2 separate regions of the Hordeum vulgare genome follow, and region 2 is linked to region 1. Evidence: chromatin contacts called from public Hi-C data. All regions are on one chromosome and are shown on one strand. The core of a region is the stretch at or near the end of the contact, and the rest is flanking DNA. Distances in the headings are between cores, read along the strand shown. Region 1 overlaps LOC123448725 (ABC transporter B family member 25, mitochondrial). Region 2 holds the start of LOC123448726 (cytochrome P450 714B3-like).

Region 1 (5,013 bases), core at 2,134-4,633:
GACACTGGCTACCTCAACTTGACATCGACCATGGAGTTCTTCACACGACTACCTCGACCACGGCTACACCACCCTACGCTCTCGGCTACCTCGATATCGGCACAAAGGGCTACCACCTTGCTTGAGCAACCTCATCGGTTTTCACTCCAGCAACAACTTCCGCGATGCATCAATCGTTACGAGTGTGGGGGGATGACCATCGTCTTACCTTCCGATTCTTCTCTAGTCTCAACTTTTGCATCGCTACCACTATGACTGCGGGGGGATGCTGAGTATATTGATTATCAGGAAATATGAGATAGACTAGGGTTTGTCCTACCTTGTCTTGTACTCTAAGTTGGTCATTGTGCTTCTATATATATACCCATGAGGCTCAAGCAATACAACAACTATTCCATCAATCCCTTTCTCCCTTCTAACATTAAGTACTTGGGTCTCCTAAGCTACCAGTGTGAAAGCTTAAAAAGGTGGATTTCCAATTTCTCGAAGATAAGGCGGCCTCTAAGTTGGTCACTTGGGACAGGCAAAATATCACCACTATTGGGCGTGCAAACCTAGTCAAGTATGTGCTTTCCTCCCAAGCAATGTTCTTCATTACACCCCTCGGTGTCCCTGTCGGCACGTTGCAAAACCTCAACAAGCTTGAGCGAGCCTTCCTTTGGGAGGGTGAAGTCACAACCACGAGGGGCAAAAGCAAAGTCAATTGGGAGACGATTTGTCTCCTGATTGAATATGGAGGGCTTGGTGTACTCAACACAGACAAATTTGCATGGGCATTGCGTTTGCGATGGCTTCGGTTTGAGTGAAAGGAACCAAATAAGCTTTGGGTTGGGATGGGCAATTCATGTGATGAGGTTGATCGAGACTTCTTCTATGCCTCGACGACCATTATTATTGGCGATGGTGCGTGCATGTCTTTCTGGGATGCGCCGTGGGTGCACGTCCGAAAACCAAAAGACATTGCCCCATTAATCTTTCAGGCTTCTAGAAGGAAAAACTGGAAGATTCGTGAAGCCCTGAAGGATGACGCCTCGATCACTAAAATCAACACCTCAGCCAACTTCACTTTTGCGCACTTCCGGGAGTTTGTTGAACTCTGGACTATCATTTGTGATTTTCAGCTTCATGATGGAGTTGACGACGACATCACTTGGAAACACACAGTCAGTGGCCTCTACTCGGCGACCTCCGCCTACAAGGCCCGGTTCCTTGGCTTGATTCGGTCCTCTATGTTGGGTACGGTTTGGAAGGCTTGTGCACCGCCTAAAGTCAAAAGTTTTGCGTGGTTGGTCATACAGAACAGGCATTGGACCGCAGATAGGTTGACAAAGCGGGGATGGCTAAACAGTGGACTTTGCTCCCTATGCAAGCAACAAGTACAGGAATCTCTTGACCACCTCCTCTTCAAACGTAGGTTCACGATCACATTTTGGGGCATGCTCAAGGCTTGGCTGCAGCTAAATCACATGGACACCTCTTCTTGACACCTCTTTCGGTCCACCGAGGAATGGTGGATTGGGCTATCCGACGCGTTGATGCCTAATAGAAAAGCAATGGCCTCCCTTGTTATGCTTGCCTCTTGAACCATCTGAAACTAGTGAAATGCTCGCGTCTTCTAATAGAAGAGTGCATCGCTTTTGGTTCTCCTAGATAATCTGAAGAAGGATGTGTCACTTTGGGCGGCTGCTCGAGCAAAGAAGTTGGGTTCAATCATTGCTGCGAGGGTAGTTAATTTTTGGAATAGGAATGTTGTAATTCATGCAAATTCTTCTCTTCTTAATTAATATAGGAGGGAATTTTATTTTTTTTACGTTTTTTTTAAGTTGCGGTGTGCTAAACCCGTGATGCCCTCATTCGGGCTGCTGGGCAGAAGACAGGTGGGTAGGATGAACAGCGGTGACGACGTGACATCCACTTCTATGCGAAAGAAGCCAAGATCACAACCACTGCACCAGTCAACGCTCCGACCACAACCCTCCTATGGGCATTGAGGATGCCCACTCAAATATGTCTGATGAGGAGATGTCTTCATGGGTTCCGCCCATCGTGATAATAGATTAGATTTATATTTCTATACTAAATGCATCAGAACAACTGCTTTTATCAACAACAAAAAAGTTTAACATATAGCATTGGATGATAGCCGTCTGACCAGATGTGTCGGTGTGTCCATTGAAATATAGGGGCATCCATCTTTGGAACCACGTTGGAGATGCCATAATATTGTTTTTTCATAACCTTTCCTAAAGGGCATCTCCAACGCGGATGCCCAAACCTTTAGTATATACATGTTCGGACTAGACGGTCCATACATCTTTAGTCCTTCAACGCAACCATTTAAATTAGGTAAATGTTTTCAGCTAGCGCACCGGACGAACACTTCGACCGGTCTCGTCCACTCATTCTGCTACAGCGAATTAAATCGGGAGGGCCCACCACATTATTTTTTTCCACATCCCCGCATCCTTCATTCCTTCTCCTTTCTTTTTTTCCAACCTCCCGGTTGTCATGGAAAATCTTGCCCCGGCGATCTCCTCCAGCGAGCCTCCGTCTTCTTCCGCGGCAAGCACCCTCGAAGCCTACCACCGACCCATTGTCCTCCCCTTGATTTTTCCCTCTCTCAACTGCTCCATGGTGACCGGAGCTACAACAGGCATGGTCAGTGAAGTTGCATCCATGGCCGAAGGCCTAATTTACTACATGCTTCAACCGGTATCTAAATTTACTACACCCGACACAACATTTTACTACCACCGGCGTCGCATTTTGCTACATCGCACACGACGTGATTTTTTCTACAATCAGTGTTTCATTTTGCTACAACCGGCATAACGTTTTGCTACATCCATCACAGCTGAGTTGCAACCCGCGACGACGGAACTATGCTCGCATTGTTGCAAATTGACAAAAAAAACTTCAACGATATATGAAAAATGTTTCAATAAAAAAAGCTTCAACGATATTTTGCTACATGCATCATGACGGAGCTGGGACCGCCGGCGATGACCGCGATCGACGGCGAGGGGGTGGCGACCAGGGATGACCGGCGATGAGAGAAGATGAGGAGGCATGGCATGGGATGCGACGTGTGAGGGGGCAACGCCCTCCTTTTCCTCTTTCTCTCTTTCTTCCGTGTATGGAAGGTTGAAGATGGGATACAAAAGAGGAGGGGGAGATCTGAAGGCTACCGCATGCAAATCAGATGGATCCAGGTTAACCGGCCGAAATATTTGAACCGACGCGCCAACGCAGAGTACTGTCCTTCAAATTATGACCGATCTATCCAGACATCTGATCCCAAATAAGGGGAGCTCTAGGGAAGTCTGGGACGTTCGACACCTCGGTACCATCCAAAACCCCGCCCGGCTCACCGCTCCCCCTGCCTGCATTGATGTCCGACCGGCCGGCGACACACAAACCCTGGCCCATTCACTTTCTGTTGGCAACCATTCCGCGCAAGATCAAGTGGTCATACGTCCATCGTCATTTTGCACGGCTGTCGCTGCCAAGGGAGAGGAGATGTGCAACCCTCGTGTGGCTGCCGATTGCCGAAGCATAGGAGGAGGCGCTGGCCGCTCCTCGCTCCATGCAGATTTACTCGGAGTGGTTCGCCGCCTGTGTCTGTGTGCAAAGGAGGAGGTGCACACCACCCGTCTCAAAGCTCGAGCCAAAGTCACGGCGTGTGAAACTCGGTGACGCCCTTGATCGGGCCGTCGAGGAAAAGAAAGGGTGCCTAGGATGAGCAGCGGTGACGCATGTTTCTATGCCAAAGAAGAAGGCAAGATCGCCATCGTTGTGTCCTCTGCTTTTCGGGTGGACGTCGGCTCAACGCCGGCATCTTCTACAGCGGGCACACGTGCATTGTTACGGGCTACGTCACCTAGGTTGGTAGCTCCGTCGCGCCCTGGCCGGGGTTGTGGCGCCCATCTTCTTCCTCGCTCGGGTCCGAGCTTATGGACGCCACAGGTCCGCCATGAAGACATGAAGTCGTCATGAACTTGCGCACTCCTGCCCAACTTGCTCCGGCCTAGGAGCATGTTGGGCGAGCAGCAGCTGCTGGCAGTGACGGTGGGGGGAGTACCTACACGCGGAGCTCCTCGAGCGGCGCGGAGAAGGGCACCAGTTCACCACATTTGCGCCTTGTTGCCCGCTGCCTTGCTACTCTTCACCGCCCTTGCTGCTGCACCTTGATGACGATCGTTGTTCCCCACCGCCCTTGCCGCCTCACCTTGTGCTGGTCGTCACTGCGAAAGGCCTCACAGGTGTGCGAGCAGAGAGATGGGATCGAGTTCGTCTCTTGCGTGGTCAATCGGGTACAAAGAGTAATTTAAGGATTTTGCATGGGTTCCATCTATAACAGGGGGCAAAAGATCGAAGTGCAAAGTAAACAAAGAGGGTCAAATTATCAAATCAAATATGTACAATGCAAGTAGTGGCAAATTGTCAAAGTGCAAAGCAAATTATCAAAGTGCTACCAAGCATCCTTCCAATTTAGCATGGGGGCACATCGTTGTCCACATCAAAGAGTTTTGCTGGCATTAACTCGATTGGCTCAAATAGGACAGCGTATACTCATCCACAACCGCAGAACGTAAAAGGGAATAAGTTTCTGCGCAACAAAAACTAAATAACAGACTCCGTGTCTCGTGTGTTCTCCATTAGAAGCTCCAATGCCGTCCAGCTGGGTATCTACCATAACTGCAATGAAATCAGACTAAACAAGAATGGGTAAATGGTACACGCAAGGCTTACACGTCCATGATAATGGAAATAAATTAACATTTGAATGCTACTCCCTCTGTCCACGAATGTAAGACGTTTTGGAAGTTCAGATAGTAGTGATCTGAAACATCTTATATTTGTTTGCAGAGGGGGTACTACATTAAGCTGCCTGCCAGGGTCATGAACCGCCGGTTACTAATATTTACTTAATTCCATATAACAAAAAGAAAAGTGTTACATTCACATGGACATATGCTAGGATCGTCGAATGGCTCTGAAAGAACTTTTTGC
Region 2 (4,818 bases), core at 2,167-4,666, 760 kb after region 1:
ATCTGTTAACTTGTATGTGTTGAAGTCGTTGGTTGGCATTACCTATAACAAAAAATCTGGTAAAACAGCCCGAGAGCCAAGCTTGTCGTGATCGTCACTTGATACTCATTGTTCAGCAAACCAAATCTACCTAATTGAGTATTCCATCTTCTCCAAAACAAGTGTCCGATTTTAGTTCACTGTTGAACTTAAACCACGACACTTATTTTGAAATCGTGAAACTATGCATGATTACTACCGAATCGTCACATATTTTGTTTCCATGGTGATGGTGCCACCAAGCTACGATGTTTAACCCACCTACCACGCTGGGAAACAAGATGCCGACTAGATACATATTCAGTGAATAATTTTACATGCTACCGGTAGATAAAGTTGTCAAAATGATTGGCCCTAATGCAAAAGGGTCCATGTGATGGTGAATGTTTGATTTCTCCCCATGCTCATGTAATTTTCCACCATTTATCTTTTCTCCTTTCACGAGATCGTAGAGAAGATCGAATCAAGTTTGCTGGCTGGCAGTATATATCTGTGTGGGCCGCACATCTCATCTCTTTGACTAACGTCCATACATTTTCGATGTGCTCAAAGAAGAAAAACATTTTTTTTTTCGAAAAGGAAGCTACGCCCCGGCCTCTGCATCGAGTGATGCATACAGTCATTTTATTTAATAACTGAAAAGATCCGAAGTAGTTACAAAGTCGAAAAAGTAAAGGTAAAATAAATTACAAGTCGATGAACGCCCAAGCCGAATATCTGGATAGGAGTAGTTGACTAATTCCCTATTCTATCAACATGTCGCCATCCATATCGGCTGAAGATAGCATGAGCTACCATCTCCCATCAGGCACACCCAGTAACCAAAGGCTCCCTGGTTTCCATAGGAGTGAGTAAGGACCACATGCGGATCAATGCGGTAGCCCTGAAGATGACCTGCAAAAAGTTAATAGATTGTTGTCTGTTAAAAACTAGATCATTTATGCAGTTCCATATAGCCCATAAAAGTGCAGAAGTTCCAACTCGAATTAACTTAGCGAACAAGATATTAACCCCGTCAACCCATGTCCCAAATAACATGTTAATGCTAGTCGACGGGGTTATGTTAAAAGCTATATGGATTGAGCGCCATAATATTTTAGCCATAGGGCAGTCCAAAAAGAGGTGCTTGATAGTTTCATATGTCTGACAGAAGGTACATCTCCGATTTCCTTTCCAATTTCGTTTGGCCAAGTTATCCTTAGTTAGAACAACTCCTTTATGGACAAACCACAAAAAGATTTTTAACTTAAGGGGAATCTTGACGTTCCGAATATATGAAGATTTTGGAATAACTGAACTGTCAATAACATGGTCATACAAAAGAAGAAAAACATGGGCTTCTCCTTTTTGCACTCATTGCATGGGAGAAGAGTAATTGTTTTACAAACCCAGCTCATAAAAAAAATCTTAGTTGCTCAACAGACAAATGCAACCCAGCTCGAACAGCCATTATTTCTCAACACGTACACCATTACACCGTTGTACTCCCTCCGTTCTAAAATTCTTGTATTAAATGTGTGTAGATATGAATGTATCTAGTCATGTTTTAGTATTTTGGTATATTCATTTGTAGATAATTTTAAGACAAAAATTTTAGGACGGATGGAGTAGATGATAAATTCTGAATTTCACAAAGTTTGTTGTTGAGGGACATTTGCGTGATCGTAAATGCATGCGGGTGAAAATTCCGCATTTCAGCTTTGCCAGGGCAGGGGGAGAGGGGGTGCCGCGCACCAAGAAGTCCACCATTCCACCGAGAGGTGGGTGGAGTCACGCATCAGAATTATTTTTTGCCGACTTTGCTGGATAGGATTGAAGGAGACTGAGAGATTTGAGAGCTGCTGTCTCCTAGCTCAGGTAGCCCGGACTATTTCATGAAATGAGGCCGCATGCATGTCTGAATAAGAGCATCTTTAACAAACTCCGTATAATGTCTTCATCCGTAAAATAATCGTTAAAATACAGGTCAACGTATAAAAAATTGTTCGATCAGACCCGTATCAGGCCTCGACCTGTAAAAAAAATTGCGGGGCGCGACAAAAGTTCGTTCTCAATCTTTAGATTCACGGGGTGGAAGGCCAACCCGAGCTCGTTCCCTATCCGCAGCGAGATTTGGCGCGAGAAAAGTTTCCGCGTGGCCGTTCCCGCTTCCCACCCCCTTCGCTGTCATTGCCTCACCTCCACCCACTCCGGTCCAGCTTCCCCGGTCATTCTTCGTCGTCATGAAAGCCTCCCAGGCATCCCACGTCACTGTGGTTGTCGCGCAAGCGCAATCCCTTCCGACAGATCTCGTCCTCGGCCATGTCGCCCCCACCATCGCGGGACAAGATAGATACCATGATGCAATCAAACAAGTTGATGTTGACGAAGACATTGAAGGCAAAGAAAGAGTTGGCGAAGAAGACGTCACGAGAGAAGCAAAAAAAATGGTAATTGCTCAAGGAAAAGGGGTTGCCCAAGGCGGTCATGAAGGAGAGAAGAGTTTTTGCTTGTGAGACCAAAGCCATGGTCAAGCTTCTTGTCGAGGAGAACAAGATTATGACACTGAGCCGCGATGACATGAACGACATCACGAAAGGATAGCATGGTATGACAAAGAGAGATGTTTTGAAGAGGAGGATGGTAGCGGCGCCCGGTGGGTGTTTTGGTGCCGGTGATGTTTTCCCATCAGGAGTTGGAACCAGTGTCGTTGATGCTTTTCAGCGTGCCCTGCTATGCTTTCGTTGTTGGAGTTGAAACAAGTGTCGGTGATGAACTCATAGGCGACGATGGCATCGATGACGGTGGTGCGGAGTGAAAATCATGACGACGGATGAAAGGCGACCAAGATGTTGATGGATGTGGTCGTTGCTTTTGCATGAAGTCTTTTTACGTTTGTCGTAAAAAAAACTATGCTTCTATTTACGCGCAAACTATGTTTTATTGTTTAAATTTGAACTCAATCATCGAAATCGCTGTTAAATTGGTTGATCTGAAGTTTTTGCTTTGCGGGCCGAGCAGACCCTGCGTAGCCGGGTTCCCGGCTACGCGGGGTCTGTTCGACCGCAGCCCGCTTTGACCCATAAAATCAACTTTCTGCTAACTAAAACGAATTTTAGGATCGATGTCTTATGGGGTTTAAGAAATTTTCGATTCGTCACCGCAGATAAAAAAAGGAGGAGAATATAAAAAGTGAAGAAAATAAAACGCAGATAAAAAAAGGAGGAGAATATAAAAAGTGAAGAAAATAAAACGCGGGATAGACACGGACGCAGTACACACTTTTTTGTTGCTGAGATTGAGAAAACGCAGTAGACACTTTGGATATTAGGCAAGGGCCCGGCCCACACTCTCACTGCTGGTGATGGATTTCGTTTCGGGGGAGACGTTCCATGCCATAGTTGGCGTTTGGACTCTACCACCTTTCCCCACTTGTTTCCCCCATATAACACAGTACCACCTCCGCCTAGCTAGCTAACTTCTTCACCCCCACACGCTCTGACACTCCTCACACAGAGAGAAGTGCAGAGAGATCAAGTTGTTAGACAACTTAAAGAGAGAGAGAGAGAGAGAGAGATGATGGACATGGAGATGGAGGTGGGCATGGTGATGAAGGTGCTGCTAGGCCTATGCTGCGTGGGGGCGTGCTCCCTCGCGCTCTACCTCTACTACACCGTGTGGGTGGTGCCGCAGAGGCTTCTCGCGGGGTTCAGGAGGCAGGGCATCGGCGGCCCGCGCCCGTCTTTCCCTTACGGCAACATGGCCGACATGAGGGAGGCGGTCGCCGCCGCAAAGTCGGCTCGCCGATCCGGCGGCCGCATGCGCATCGTCCACGACTACCGCCCAGCCGTGTTGCCCTTCTACGAGAAATGGAGAAAAGAGCATGGTATGCATCTCCGGCCATCAGCTTACATATGGTTTATTTGTTCACCCTTTAAGCATCTTCTTCTTCCTGTTACATACATATTTGGTCTCCTTTTTTCAGCCCAGTTCTTAATATATCCCTTAAAATTTAAAAACCAAGTCCGCTCCATATTTGCACCTCTCATGTATGTCGCCCGGCCGTCTGGCATCCACCACCAAATAATTTGCAGCGTCGCCCCCAAAGAAGAGAGAGAGAGGGAGACGGAACTTATATAAAAGTTTTTTCTGTTGTTGAGGGATAACAGAGCCCAGCCCATATATTAGCACATACTTTTTCTCCGTTTCAAAATAAATGTCTTAAGTTTAATATAATTTTGTACTAACTCTAGTATAAAGTTAAGACAGTTATTTTAAGACAGAATAAATACATTAATGCATACATATATATATATATATATATATATATATATATATATAGCCGAATGATTGATTCATTCCATTGTCAGGCACTCATGCATCTCCATATAGCAACAAACAAAGGTTTACCATTTTCAAAACCTGGCATCACCAAGTGCAATCTCTCTCGGGACCTAGCAATGATGAGGTTCCAGCCGAGCAGTATGAGTATTAAATAAAAATCGTTTCCTTGAATAAATAAATCAACCTGTCATTCATTCGGTAGTACCGTGATGTGGATCTTAAGTTATTTCTACAAGTTGCAACGTTAACAGGTCGACTAAGCTTGTGGTTGTGTGCAGCTCTCATGCTGCTGAATTTCGGAATTCGGCCTTTCCTGTTGCTGCATGACGCTGTTGGATAGCAAAGATAAATACAGTACCTGTTGTACTATAGTATTAGGTGAGCTGGGCGCCATCAGCTTGCACGATTTAACTGATCTCTCGGACCCACCTTACTAAAACCGAATGATGTAACAGG

What was found. Hi-C and Micro-C count contacts between places; a contact is called where the count stands out from the background.
Region 2: a contact with region 1 is called in a Hi-C map of leaf, with 4 times the contacts expected there. The contact joins the promoter of LOC123448726 here to the enhancer-like site in region 1. A contact is called at or near these places in 4 of 6 Hi-C or Micro-C datasets (leaf and seedling).

Annotation. Positions count from the first base shown.
Region 1 is chr4H:398,757,663-398,762,675 of MorexV3_pseudomolecules_assembly, forward strand. LOC123448725 (ABC transporter B family member 25, mitochondrial) reads right to left here. Exons shown (of 21, transcript XR_006631923.1): 21 at 4,385-4,698. Among protein-coding and RNA genes, the nearest start is that of LOC123448723, 22 kb to the left of the region's middle. Within about 2 kb of position 3,384, at least 2 of the 3 cell types and tissues checked have open chromatin away from gene starts, as enhancers often do. A contact at or near this core is called in leaf, where this site is marked.
Region 2 is chr4H:399,516,120-399,520,937 of MorexV3_pseudomolecules_assembly, forward strand. It overlaps LOC123448726 (cytochrome P450 714B3-like), which reads left to right and starts at 3,417. Exons shown (of 5, transcript XM_045125707.1): 1 at 3,417-3,904. The coding sequence starts at 3,595.